Regions from separate parts of the Sus scrofa genome. Here region 2 is linked to region 1. The links are chromatin contacts, called in public HiChIP or PLAC-seq maps. All regions are on one chromosome and are shown on one strand. Each heading gives the region's core, a stretch centred on a gene start, on an enhancer-like site or on the middle of the called end of the contact. The rest is flanking DNA. Distances are from core to core; before and after follow the strand shown. Region 1 holds the start of KIAA1191 (KIAA1191 ortholog). Region 2 overlaps LOC102158524 (a long non-coding RNA gene).

Region 1 (6,624 bases), core at 2,297-4,796:
AGGACTGGTCCTTGCCAAGAGCCAGGGGTGGACAGGGAGGAGCCACTGGAAGGATGAGGAGGGACTTGACTAAAGGGACAAGGTTTCCTTTTTGGGATGAGGGTGATATTCTGGAATTAGACAGTGATGATGACTGCACAACCTCGTGAATATATTAAACATCATTAAACTGTTCACTTTAAATGGCTGGATTTGATGGTATGTGAATTACCTCAACTTAAACATACAAGCGAATAATAATTACCAAGTACCCTTCCTTGCCAGGCACTTACATTTCTCATCTTTCCTAATCCCCATTAAACAGAAAATCTTCCCATTTTCCAGCTCAGCAAATAGGCATGGTTCTTAAGTGACACCGAGCTAGCAAGTGTGAGGTGGGGGCTGGAAGACAGACCTCAAAGCCAGTGTTCACACTCTACATGCAACACCCCCACACTCCCCACTCTACAAGCATTAACGTAATGCAAGCAACCCCATGGCCAGGATGCTTACAGGGAGTTGGTGGTCATCCTGACGACGATGAAAGACAAACCAAAATACAAGGTGATGAAGTGAGAGACTAGAGACGGACCCATACTGGGAGACGAGGGAGACTCAGTTACTCCACTCAACTGGGAGCAATTTCAAAAATATGTTAAGGACTCCTCCCCACAGCCAGCCCAATAGCCTTCCTAACAATAATAAAGCCAGCTGGTATTTACTAGGAAATACAGTCCTACAATTAGAGACCAAAAAATTTTCTGGACAGTATTTCCCTATTCATCATTAACTTTTACCTCACATTTTCATGAATTTTATGTTTGATCTTCACAGCAACCCTGAGAGATGGACACTATATCTATACTTCACTGAGAATCAAAACTTGAATGATTTGATTTTTTAAACTGAAATGTTAAATGTTTAAATCTTTTTAAAAAGATCTTAAAACTCACTGGCCCTTTCCACTAACAGTCCAAGGAGGGATTTCCCTAAACCAGAAATTAACACCTATCTAGACCCAGGACTCACTAAATGCTGCAATGAGCATTTTCATGACTAAATTCAATTTGCCTGGAAACTTTTCCCCAGACTTTCATTCCTCCTGCCGTCCTACCAGCTCCTCACAAAAAAAAAAAAAAAGGGGGGGGGGGAGTTTAATCCTTTCGCTACAAGAACTACACAACTTATTCTGACTATTTATTTGATACATAGGAAAGTGACAAATCTGTCACACCCTTAAATGAAATGACTGTTCTTTCAAGTTAGGTTTTGGGTTCACACCTGGGCTGGGTGGTTAATAAGATGATGTTTAAATGATGCCAATCTGTTAAAGTCTAAATACTCTCCTGGTGTCATATTAATATATGGTTCGCAAAAAGTGGTTTCTACCTAGCTTAAAACGTTAAGGGCAAAAGATAACTTTACCAAAAAAGAATTAAGTTTACCAGGCACTTCTGGTTGTCTTGAAGCCATTGTAAGACTTGGATCCAGGTGCTTTTCTATACAGAATTCGGAGTTGTGAGTCCCTGCCACCTAATAAAAATAAAGGGCATTTTCTTACAGCGAACACCAAATAGCTCCAATGCTGTTCTTCTGACAGGCACACAGAGTTTTATGGTTTGTTTACAAGGTTGAAACACACATAAAGGAGTGAGGGTGACAAACATGCCAAGGGAGGGGAAAAAAGAAAAAAGTCAAAGGTCTCACCACACCTGTGACTGATCTTAATACCTGTGATAAGACAAAGACACTATACACAGTAAAAAGGTCACCTTACCAAAGTGAAACGATGTGATGGTTATGCTGACAGACAGATATTAAAGAGGAACATTGTCCAGCTGCTGCAAATTAGCCAAGCTGCTCAGGAAGAGTCCATCCATTCCAGAGGTCCTGAGAACAACAACCAGCATTGGCACAGCCCTTCAGATTCTGTCAAACAGCTTCCTGTACTTTCATGTATTTCCCATAACAACCCAGGGAGAGGTATTACACTCACTTTTTCTCAGCCACACCCAAACGATATGGAAGTTCCCAGGGCCAGGAATAAAATCCGAGCCACAGCTGTGACCCACACCACAGCTGTGGCAAGGCTAATCCTTAACCCGCTGTGCCTAGCTGGGGGTCTAATCCATGATGCCACAGACATATTGGATCCTTAACCCACTGTGTCATGGCAGGAACTCCTCATTGTGGTGGTTTTGTTTTTTGCTTTTTAGCACCACAGGTGCAGCATATGGAGGTTCCCAGGCTAGAGGTTGAATTCAAGCTGCAGCTGCCGGCCTATGCCACAGCCACAGGAACACCAGATCTGAGCCCAGTCTGCAACCTACACCGCAGCTTGTGGCAACGCCAGATCTTTAACCCACTGAGCGAGGGACTGAATCCACATCTTCATGGGTACTAGTCAGGTTCATTTCTGCTGAGCCAAAACGGGAACTCCCTCATTTTGTTTTTAAAGTTAGGCTCAGGGTCAAAATAACCTGACCCACAGAAAGGGGCTAGGTACCACAGTGGGTAAATTCATTCTTTGCTGAAACGATGACTGATATTTAAATGAGGAGTTTATACATTTATCTTGTGTTTTAACCCTTGCAATGACCCTGCAAAGCAAGCATTGTTTATCCCCAATTTAAAGAGAAGTAAACTAAAAAAGCAGAAGTGATTTGTCCAAGGTTACAGATAAGTGGCCCATTTATAAGACAGGTATTTCACTCCCATTTTACAGGGGAATTCAAACAAAGCCCTAGGAAAGCCAACTTACTTGCTTTTCAACTTGCTACACTGCCCCGTCTATCCTGACGGAGCTCCAGTCAGAAAATCCGTTAGTTCTTCATCAAAGGGCATCGTAGAAACCAAAGTCTGGCCACCCTCCAGGTTCGGGCAACATTCTGACCCCGAACCTCCCCTTCCACTTCGCGGTGCCAATCTCCCCCCTCCTTCCCCGCAGGGCTCTGACTTCTCCTTCACAAGATACAGGACAATGACACCAGGATGTGAAAGGCCTGGGCTGAGTCAACCGCCTCTTCAACCGGAGAGGCTAAGAAAGACTAAACAGATTAGTCGGGGCCTGGCCCACGCCGAAGGTTCCCCAGGGCAGGGCAAGTAGGAGGCTTCAGACGTGAAGGCGAGGAGCGAGGGTCCAGGACTAGGCTGGCCCGGTGAAGTCGGGGCTAGGCCAAGTGCCGGGGCTGCCTGGGTATCAGAGCGAAACCCACAGGGGACCACAAAAGGCGGGGCGACAGAGGCACGCAGTGGTCTGGCCAAGATCTGAGCCCCGGTAAGGGGAGAAGGGAGAGGGGCCGCGAGGCCCAAGACCCGGACCTCGGTGGAGGGACCAGGGCACGCCCCTCCGTACCTGCAAAAGACAGAGCCCCAGGCCCGGCTCATCTGGTTACCTGTTCTGCCGCCGCCGCGGAGCTGCCTGCGGCCCGAGCTCCGACACTAAAGATGTTCCAAGGACCCACGTTTCTCGAGAGGAAGTGGGGCAGTCGAGACGCAAGCCATGGTGTGAATGGCACTGTGCCCGTGGCGACACCAAAGGCCCCAGGCACTGAGCAGGGAGTGAACTCAGGCTGCGGAACCAGCCCGCAGCCTGATAAAGCCTCCGGAGGTCGCGTCATTTCACGCGATACTTGGCCGGGGTTGGGGGTGAGTCTCGAGGAACGCTGGGAGTTGTAGTCCACAATCGGGAAAGCCCCGTGTCTTAGCTGCACGGCTGGATGGTGGAGCCTCCGCTCTGTGTGTGGAACCCAGCAGCTCCCAAAGTAAAAGCACCCTTTACCAGCACTCTATGCCCGGGTCTGTTTCAGACTGAGGGCAGATGGAGTGACACGACCAAACCCCTTTCACAGAGGGGAAATTGAGGCTCAGAGAGATTCAAAGACACTTTGAAAAGATGTGAAGTGAGCAGAGACCCTCTTCCAGGAACAGCTGAGTTAGGCAGTGTTTACCATTAGCAGAACCCAAAGGGGGAGCAAACCGAACCTGACTCCCCTAGGTAACGTGGTCGTAATATCATTTTCCTTTTACACTAGGAAAGTGACACTTGGAGAGGTGCCAACTCAAATGTCACATCCTGAAGGAAGACTTTTTTCCTAAAGGATTTACAAATATGACAAAGCAACAAAGTTGAGGAAGTAAAGGAATAAATCTGTCCACATTTCTACCCTACGTCCAAATCTTGTGGTCAAGGCACATCTCAAGAGGGCTGTAGGGAGTGGGGTTTGGATTTGACTTTTAGATTTCAGTGTTTGACCATAGGCCAAGCCCACTGGCAAAACTGAGAGGCTTTCCTCATGCACCTTTAAACCTGAGTGCCATCACCAGACCCTTGTTTGAGTGCACTGTTAATTAGAATCTTTTCTAAATTCTGTGATTAGTTTATAAATAGCACAATTACATTGCCCTGTGATTTTGTTGTTGTGTTGTTTCTGTTCAAAGTGTTACTTTGTAAATTTTGAACTTCTAAAATATACTATATAATTTTTACCCTCTGTGAAAGCAAAGCTGACTCTTGCCCTCCTCCATCAAAAGGAAGGCATCCCCATGCTGTACAGCGGAAAAATTAATTAAAAAAAAAAAAAAAAAAGGAAGGCACATTACATCTCAGTCAGGAGGGGAAGAAAGAGCATTTTTCAACCTGACATAAATCATAAAACAGGATCACTTTGTTTTGTTCTTATCCCCAAATTAATGAAAACTGAAGACTTTCCTGGAAGTTAATGACTCTAAGACTACTTTATCCCTGATTTTTTTTTTCCTTTGTCTTTTTAGGGCCCACCTGCAGCATATGGAAGTTCCCAGGCTAGGGGTCGAGTAGGAGCTGCAGCTGCCGGCCTACGCCCCAGCTCACAGCAACACCAGATCCAAACCACATCTTCGACCTACACTGCAGCTTACCGCAACGAGGGATCCTTAACCCACTGAGCAAGGCCAGGGACTGAACCCACATCCTCATGGATACTAGTAGGGTTCTTAACCCGCTGAACCATAACAGGAACTCCTTATCCCTGACTTTTATAATACTGATGTCTGAAGCTGTGGCGTGACGTTGGCAAATAGTCGCCATGTGAGAAAATTTCTGTTTTCCCCAAAGAGCAGACTAGCTACAAACTTTTTTTTTGTTTGTTTTGTTGCCTTTTTTTAGGGCAGCACACAGGGCATATGGACGTTCCCAGGCTAGGGGTTGAATCAGAGCCGCAGCTGCCAGCCTGCACCACAACCACAACACCAGATCTGAGCCTCGTCTGTGACCTACATCACAGCTCATGGCAATGCCAGATCCTTAACCAATTGAGTGAGGCCAGGAATTGAACGCACATCCTCATGGATACTAGTTGGATTCATTCCCATTGCCATAAATGTTTAACCTTCTCAAGCTTAACAGAGCTTTCTCCGTGAAATGGGTATCATATTTGTTTATTTGGAGAGCTTATTCTTCTAAAGCCTGGACTTCCTTTGGAAACTTCTTTGTAAGTAAACTACATTGGTTGCATAGCTAAGGAGGATTCAGTCAGTCGCAGCTGAATCCATAAGGCTCAAGAAGGGCACCTTCAGAGTTATTTGATCTCAGGCCATTTTTCTCAGCTCCTCCAGTGGACATCTTGCAGCAATAGAGGTTCCCCTCCACTGCCTTTTCTGTGCTTTTTTACTCACTGGTTTTGGTTCTCAGCCAAGCTCACTTCCAGTTCTGTGCACAGCCACTTTATCCCAAGGGTGGCAGCATCATTGGGAAGCTGGTCTTTTTGAACTGTTGGTTCTTATCTGGGGGCAGACAACTGTCAGGGGTGTGTGTATGTGGCTGACCAGGGAATCTGGCTGCCTGTTTTATGTATGTTTACAACATACACTTACCAGGAAACTAATTTTTCTAAATACTTTTGATTCTGAATTTTCTTTTTGCACCTCCTTGGGCATTTCATACTTTAATAAACTTGGAGCCTCAAAAATTGGAGTTCCCGTTGTGGCGCAGTGGTTAACGAATCCGATTAGGAACCATGAGGTTGCAGGTTTGGTCCCTGCCCTTGCTCAGTGGGTTAAGGATCCGGCGTTGCCATGAGCTGTGGTGTAGGTTGCAGACACGGCTTGGATCCCGAGTTGCTGTGGCTCTGGTGTAGGCTGGTATCTACACCTCCGATTGGACCCCTAGCCTGGGAAGCTTCATATGCCGTGGGAGCAGCCCAGGAAATAGCAAAAAGACCAAAAAAAAAAGAAATTGGAGTTGACCAGAAGCTCTCTTGTAACCACCCTGGATGCCCCAAATCATCCTGCATTTCTACTTCATGGAGGAGGAGAGGAGGGTGAGACAAGACTCTGCCCACCCTCCTTCCTCTAGACATCTGTCCTCTCAGGCCAGCCCAAGCCCTCAGAAAGGTCCACTCCCTAGAGGGACCTGCCAACATCCTCACAACCTATCAGCAGACTGATGCTTGGTCACTGGGATGGAAGTAAGTGGGGCATTTGCATTTCTGGGGTCTCTAGACCAGGCATTCTTTTTTTTTTTTTTTTTTTGAGTTTTAGGGCTGCATTTGCAGCATATGAACACTCCCAGGCTAGGAGTTGAATTGGACCTGCAGCTGCCAGCCTACACCACAGCGACAGCAACTCGGGATCTGAGCTGCATCTGCTCACAGCAATGCCGGGTCC
Region 2 (6,539 bases), core at 2,085-4,584, 110 kb before region 1:
TTAGTCATGTCTAATCCCAGGCCATAGATAAACAGGAACTCAGGGGTGCCCTGAGATGTGAAATGTTTGGAAAAAAATGTCAGCAAGTACGCAGAGCAAGGAGGGAGGAGACAGTGCAGAGCAAATACACAATTAGGCTTCAGACCACAAATAACAACTGAATAATCTTCCCGGGAAGCCCCCTTCTATGTGTGTGCTTGGCTCTACTGCCCTCTAGTGATCAGACAGGGACCAGCAAGCAGACTTTAATGGAATTCCAAGTGCCAGAAAAGTAAAACTTCTCCAAGGAGGAAGGATCATCTGAGAGAAACCAGATCCTCTCCTCTCTACCCCCTCAACCACTGGCCACAGTTCCTTCAGTTCTCTCTTACACTTCTGAATAGCCTCCTCATGGATACTTTTAAAAATAATAAAACCAACCCACTGAATGCTGACTGCAGGCACTGAGCTTACACGTGGCACTTTATACCCATTTTCTCAGTGAATTCTTACAACATCCTTTGGAATTGGGCAGTATTCCATTTACCTCTAAGGAAACAGGCTCACACAAGTAAGGAAACTTACCCAAAGGCACATGAGTGAGTATACAGAGAAAAGAGGAGTGACCACTGGTGGGGATAATCTTCTTTAAGGGGGACAGTGATAAAATGTCCTAAAATTGATTGTGGTAATGGCTGTACAACTTGAAGAATACATGAAGAGCCAATTAACTGTGTGGCATGTATATTATTTTCCTATTGCTCCTGAAATTACCACAACCAAGTGGCTTTAAACAACACGAATCTGGGAGTTCCCGTCGTGGCGCAGTGGTTAACGAATCCGACTAGGAACCATGAGGTTGCGGGTTCGGTCCCTGCCCTTGCTCAGTGGGTTAACGACCCAGCGTTGCCGTGAGCTGTGGTGTAGGTTGCAGACGTGGCTCGGATCCCGCGTTGCTGTGGCTCTGGTGTAGGCCAGTGGCTACAGCTCCAATTCGACCCCTGGCCTGGGAACCTCCATATGCCGCGGGAGCGGCCCAAGAAATAGCAACAACAACAACAACGACAACAACAAAAAGACAAAAGACAAAAAAAAAAAAAAAACAACAACACGAATATATTATTTTATAGTCTGGAGGCTAAAAGCTAAAATCAAGGTATTGGCAGGGCTTTGTTCCTTCTGGCAGCCCAGAAAGGGATTTCTTTTCTTGCCTTTTCTAGCTTCTTGGGTCCGCTTTATTCCCCGGCTCTTGATCCCTTCCTGCATCTTCCAAGTGTGTCACTTAACCCTCTAGATCCAACATCACATTTCCATTTTCTCTCTCTCATCCTCCTGCCTCCCTCTTATGAGGACCCTTATTATTACACTGGACCCATCTGAATAATCCAGGATAGTTTTCCCATTTCCAGAACATTAATTTAATCACACATCCGATGTCATTTCTACCAGGCGAGGTTACACATTCACATGCTCCAGGGACTCTGAGTCCACCTCCTCTCCATCCAGGCCCTTTCCAGCAAGCTCAGCTAACAAGAGCTTACCTCCTCCTGCCCCTCCTTCCCACGTGCATGCACAGCCCTGACTTTCACTCCACTTGTTCCCAAGTGTGCCATCCATCCTGGGAAAAAAAAAGCAGCCCTCACATCTCTCCTCTGGACCTCCCACCACGCTCGGGCTGTGATGGATAAGTCTCCTCCCTGCACAGCGCCTTCTCCCGGAATGATGAACGCAGCTCGCTCAGCTTAGGCACATGGAGCCGAGAAAGCTGGCGGACTGATGGCCTGTCTCTGTGGGCAGCCTGGGCTCATGTTAGAAGCTGCTCCTCCTCCCACGGAAGGGATATATGACCATCTCCTGTGTGTCAGGTGCCGTGTCAGATGCATCACTATCACTTATCTAAGTATAGTTGATTTACAATATTGTATTAGTTTTTGGTATAGAACAAAGTGATTCAGTTATCTCGGTATATATATTATTTTTTCATATTCTTTTCCATTATGGTTTATTACAAGACATTGAATGTAGTTCCTTGGGTTATACAGTAGTACCTTGTTGTTTATTTTATATATAGTAGTTTGTAGCTGCTAATCTCAAACTCCTAATTTATCACCTTACCCAGCTTTCCCTTTTGGTGATCATAAGTTTATTTTCCATGTCTGTGAGTCACTTTCTGTTCTGTAAATAAGTTCATTTGTATCATATTTTAGATTCCACAAATAAGTGATAGATATAATATTTATCTGTCTCTCTGGCATACTTTACTTAGAATGGTAATCTCTAGGTCCATCCATGCTGCTGCAAATGGCATTATTTCCTTCTTTTTATGGCTGAGTAATATTCCGTTGCATATATACACCACAGCTTCATTATCCATCCATCTATTGATGAACATTTAGGTCACTTCCATGTCTTGGCTATTGTAAATAGTGCTATGAATACTAGGGTACATGTATCTTTTCAAATCAGAGCTTTCTCCAGATACATGCCCAGGAATGGGACTTCTGGGTCATATGGTAACTCTGTTTTTCATTTTTTATGGAAGTTCCATACTGTCCTCCATAGTGGTTGTACCAATTTACATTCCCATCAACAGTACAAGGAAATAACCCTCTTTCTTAGCTGTTCCCAGGGGCTGGAGAATAAGCTGTCTAGGACTGTGTGCCAAAGGAAAAAAGGTAGTGGAACATGACCTTGATAGTCAGCTGAGGCTGCCACAAACTGGCAGCCTCTTCACTGGTGTGGGTATTAATAATTTTCCTATTGCTACTGTTACCCTTAGTTAAAAGTAATGAACCTCCTCTTGTTTCAGTGATAAGTGGCAATGTTTGCTACTTTTACTTTTCACATATCCAGAGGAGAAAGTAAAAGAATCCATAGGAGTTCCCATCATGGTTCAGCAATAATGAACCCAACTAGTACCCATGAGGACGCAGGTTCAATTCCTAGTCTCGCTTGGTGGGTTGAGAATCTGGCATTGCCATGAGCTGCGGTGTAGGGTCTCAGACACACCTCGGATCTGGCATTGCTGTGGCTGTAAGCTGACAGCTGTGGGTCTGATTGGACCCCTAGCCTTGGGAAATTCGGCCTTAAACACATACACACACAAAATATCCATAATGACGGGGAGGGGCTGTCACTAGGTCAAATAATGCCTGGAACAAACCTTTTCCATTTTATCACAATGCCAAGGGGATGTTCACAGAAGTGGAGCCACAAGCAGCCATTAAATGACAGATGCTTGCAAATTCATCCAAGTTTACTCTCGCTGACCTTTCACTGAAACCTTAAGTGTCCCCCAGGCATCTGAACAGCAATATCCTGCCAGCACAAAGTGGCAGCAAGCTGGTTTGCAACATCCTTCAGGGAAAGTGGGAGCTGGCTATTCCCAGGAAGGTGCAAGTTAGTCCTCTGAGAATGAACACATGGCTCCATCCCTCCCTAACCTTGGCCAAGAGTCAACTTCTCAGAGCCATGTCAATCTGTAAAATGAGAAGCAACACTTGCAGAGACAGACTAGCCTGCTACAATAGAAGGCATATAGGCTTTTAGACAAATCTGGATCTGAGTACTGTCATTGAGTAACCTTGAGTTACTTAATTTCCCTGAAGCCCTAAAACAATGGTAACCCAGTCTGAGAGAGATCTGTGGTGACAACTGAGTAGCAGCTTCTATAAAATGCTTGTTACAGCACCAGGCACAGAAGGCACACCTAATAAATGAAAATAGTCTATTAACCGTTACTGGCTTTTTGCTTACATTTGGCCTACAATATTGCTAACAACTCTATTGAATACTGTGCATGATTTATCATGTCATACTTGCTTTGTCTATGCCCCCAAAGATTTCTATGATGATAAAACAAACTAATATATATTTTATATGCACATATGAGTACAGAAAAAGCTATGAAAAGATATGCACCAAAATGTAATGGTTATCACATAGAGCTGTGATTATGGATGATTTTGTTTGTTTGTTTTACCTGCCTTCTCAAGAATTTCTAGAAGCTTCTCTTATGAATGTTTTGGTTTTGTCTTCTTTTTTTTTTTTTTCTTTTTTTTTTTTTTTTGTCTTTTGTCTTTTGTTGTTGTTGTTGTTGTTGTTGTTGCTATTTCTTGGGCCGCTCCCGCGGCATATGGAGGTTCCCAGGCCAGGGGTCGAATTGGAGCTGTAGCCACCGGCCTACACCAGAGCCACAGCAATGTGGGATCCGAGCCGCGTCTGCAACCTACACCACAGCTCACGGCAACGCTGGATCGTTAACCCACTGAGCAAGGGCAGGGACCGAACCCGCAACCTCATGGTTCCTAGTCGGATTCGTTAACCACTGCGCCACGACGGGAACTCCCTTAAAAGGTATTTTAAAAAAGAAGACAAAACCAGGAGTTCCCGTCGTGGCGCAGTGGTTAACGAATCCGACTAGGAACCATGAGGTTGCGGGTTCAGTCCCTGCCCTTGCTCAGTGGGTTAACGATCCAGCGTTGCCGTGAGCTGTGGTGTAGGTTGCAGACGCGGCTCGGATCCCACATTGCTGTGGCTCTGGTGTAGGCCGGTGGCTACAGCTCCAATTCGACCCCTGGCCTGGGAACCTCCATATGCCGCGGGAGCGGCCCAAGAAATAGCAACAACAACAACAACAAAAGACAAAAGACAAAAAAGACAAAAAAAAAAAAAATGCAAAACCATAAAATCTCCCTGTAATAACAATTTTAGAACTCCTAGACTTGGATCCACTTTCATTAAATGCTGAATTCTCAAAATTATATATATGTATGTATATATGCATATATATTTACATACTATATTTTTAGATTTTTGTATATTAAATTTTTCATTTTAAAATTAAAATTAGATATTAAAAACTCCATATTTATCCCTACCCACACCACTGAATTTTGATATAGCCAAGCTGTAGCAAGCCTAACAAAGTCACTCCTAAGGAAAGGTTATAGACACTAACAAAACCCCTCTCTCTCCAAGCCCTGAGATAGAATTTCAAGAGGTCCTCAACCAAAGCCTAGTTGATTGGCCTGCAACAGCTAGCCAATCAGCCCACAATAACTCTATACCATCATTCTCAAAAGAGGGGCCTCCTTCACGCTGGGGAAATAGGAAGTCCACAATTTTCTGCTGCTTGAAAAGACACTCAGGCAGTCCATTTGCAAATACTTAAGATGCCCACCAACTTCAAGAGAAGAGACCAGACTAATTACACAAAGGAAGGCCTCTCTCTGCCAGGCCCTTCTCCCTATGCCAAGTCTTCCTACCCAGCATAATTAGGATATCCAAACAATTTCACAGTTTCTGCTTTCTGACTGCTGTCGTGTTTGCCATCTTGATTGGCAAAGGCAAATGCCAGCAGAGGCTTTTGAGATGGCAATCCACCATAAAGTCACGGAATCATCTACACATTCCCCAGATTGCCTTTTTTGGAAATCAACAGAGAGAAACCAATGATGTTAATAATAAAAGTATACATTCATGAAGTATTTGCCTATATTAACTTATTTTCTGCTTAATAACTCAATGCTCACTACCCCATTTTACAGAGAACACTAAGGTGCAGGGAGCTCACATGCCAGGAGGTGGCAGCACAGGACCTCAACACATGCTAAGAGCCTGTGCTGAACCCCTATCCCACACTCCCAGAAAAAACAGTAACAGCAGTTACTATTTGATGAGAATCCCTTAGGAATCAGACAGCTTATACTCTATTGAAAGCCAATAACAACCCAGCCAGGAAGGCTTTTTTTTTTTTTTTTAATCACAAAAAGTAAAATTTGTCTTTTTCCATGTATTGCTCTCTAAGATTTTAAACATGCATGCATTATTATAACCACCACCATATATAGAACATAGAATAATTCCAACCAGGGGACAAATTCCTTTGAACCTTTATATTCAAACCCCCAACCCTAACTCCTGGCAACCACTGATCTGTTCTCAGTGCCTGCATTTTTTCCTTTTCTAGACTATCATATAAATGAAATATTATGTGACCTTTTGAGACAGGGTTCTTTCACTTACAATATCATATCTGAACTGCATTCATGTTGTTGTTTGCAGCCATAGTTCATTCCTCTATTGCTGAGTAGTACTTCACAGTTTGTTTATCCATTCACCTACAGACAGACATTTGAGTGGCTTCCTTTTTCTTTCTTTTTTTTTGAGCATTATGAGTTACACATATGTATACAAATCTTTGTGTAAACACAGGTTTTCATTTCTCTGGGATAAACCCTTAGAATTGGAATTGCTAAATCATATGATAAAGGCATGTTTAACTTGTTTAAGAAACAACCAAGCTATTTTCCAAAGTGACAATACCATTTTGCAGCCCTACCAGAAATGTATGAGAGTTCTGGTTATTATGCATGGGTCATCAGGAACTTGGCAATGTCAGTATTTTTTAATTTACCAATTGTATGGGTAGATAATGATACTTCATTGTGGTTTTAGTTATTACGAATGGCACTGAACATCTTTTCAGTTGCTTATTTGCTGTCCTTATATCCACCATGGTGAAAAGTCTGTTCAAATATTTTGCTCATTGTTAAAAT

What was found. HiChIP or PLAC-seq counts read pairs in DNA pulled down with a chosen protein or histone mark.
Region 2: an H3K27ac HiChIP or PLAC-seq map of skeletal muscle shows a contact between it and region 1. The contact joins the enhancer-like site here to the promoter of KIAA1191 in region 1. A contact is called at or near these places in 9 of 47 Hi-C or Micro-C datasets (embryonic fibroblasts, fetal heart ventricle, fetal skeletal muscle and 4 more) and 1 of 2 datasets of contacts at active chromatin or transcription factors (skeletal muscle).

The regions. Positions count from the first base shown.
Region 1 is chr2:81,520,498-81,527,121 of Sscrofa11.1, reverse strand. KIAA1191 (KIAA1191 ortholog) reads right to left here and starts at 3,546. Exons shown (of 9, transcript NM_001252388.1): 1 at 3,375-3,546; 2 at 1,757-1,869; 3 at 1,425-1,512. The coding sequence starts at 1,452.
Region 2 is chr2:81,632,931-81,639,469 of Sscrofa11.1, reverse strand. The region is part of intron 2 of LOC102158524 (a long non-coding RNA gene); the gene reads right to left. Among named protein-coding and RNA genes, the nearest start is that of SIMC1, 22 kb to the right of the region's middle. Within about 2 kb of position 3,334, at least 2 of the 83 cell types and tissues checked have an H3K27ac peak or open chromatin away from gene starts, as enhancers often do. A contact at or near this core is called in skeletal muscle, where this site is marked.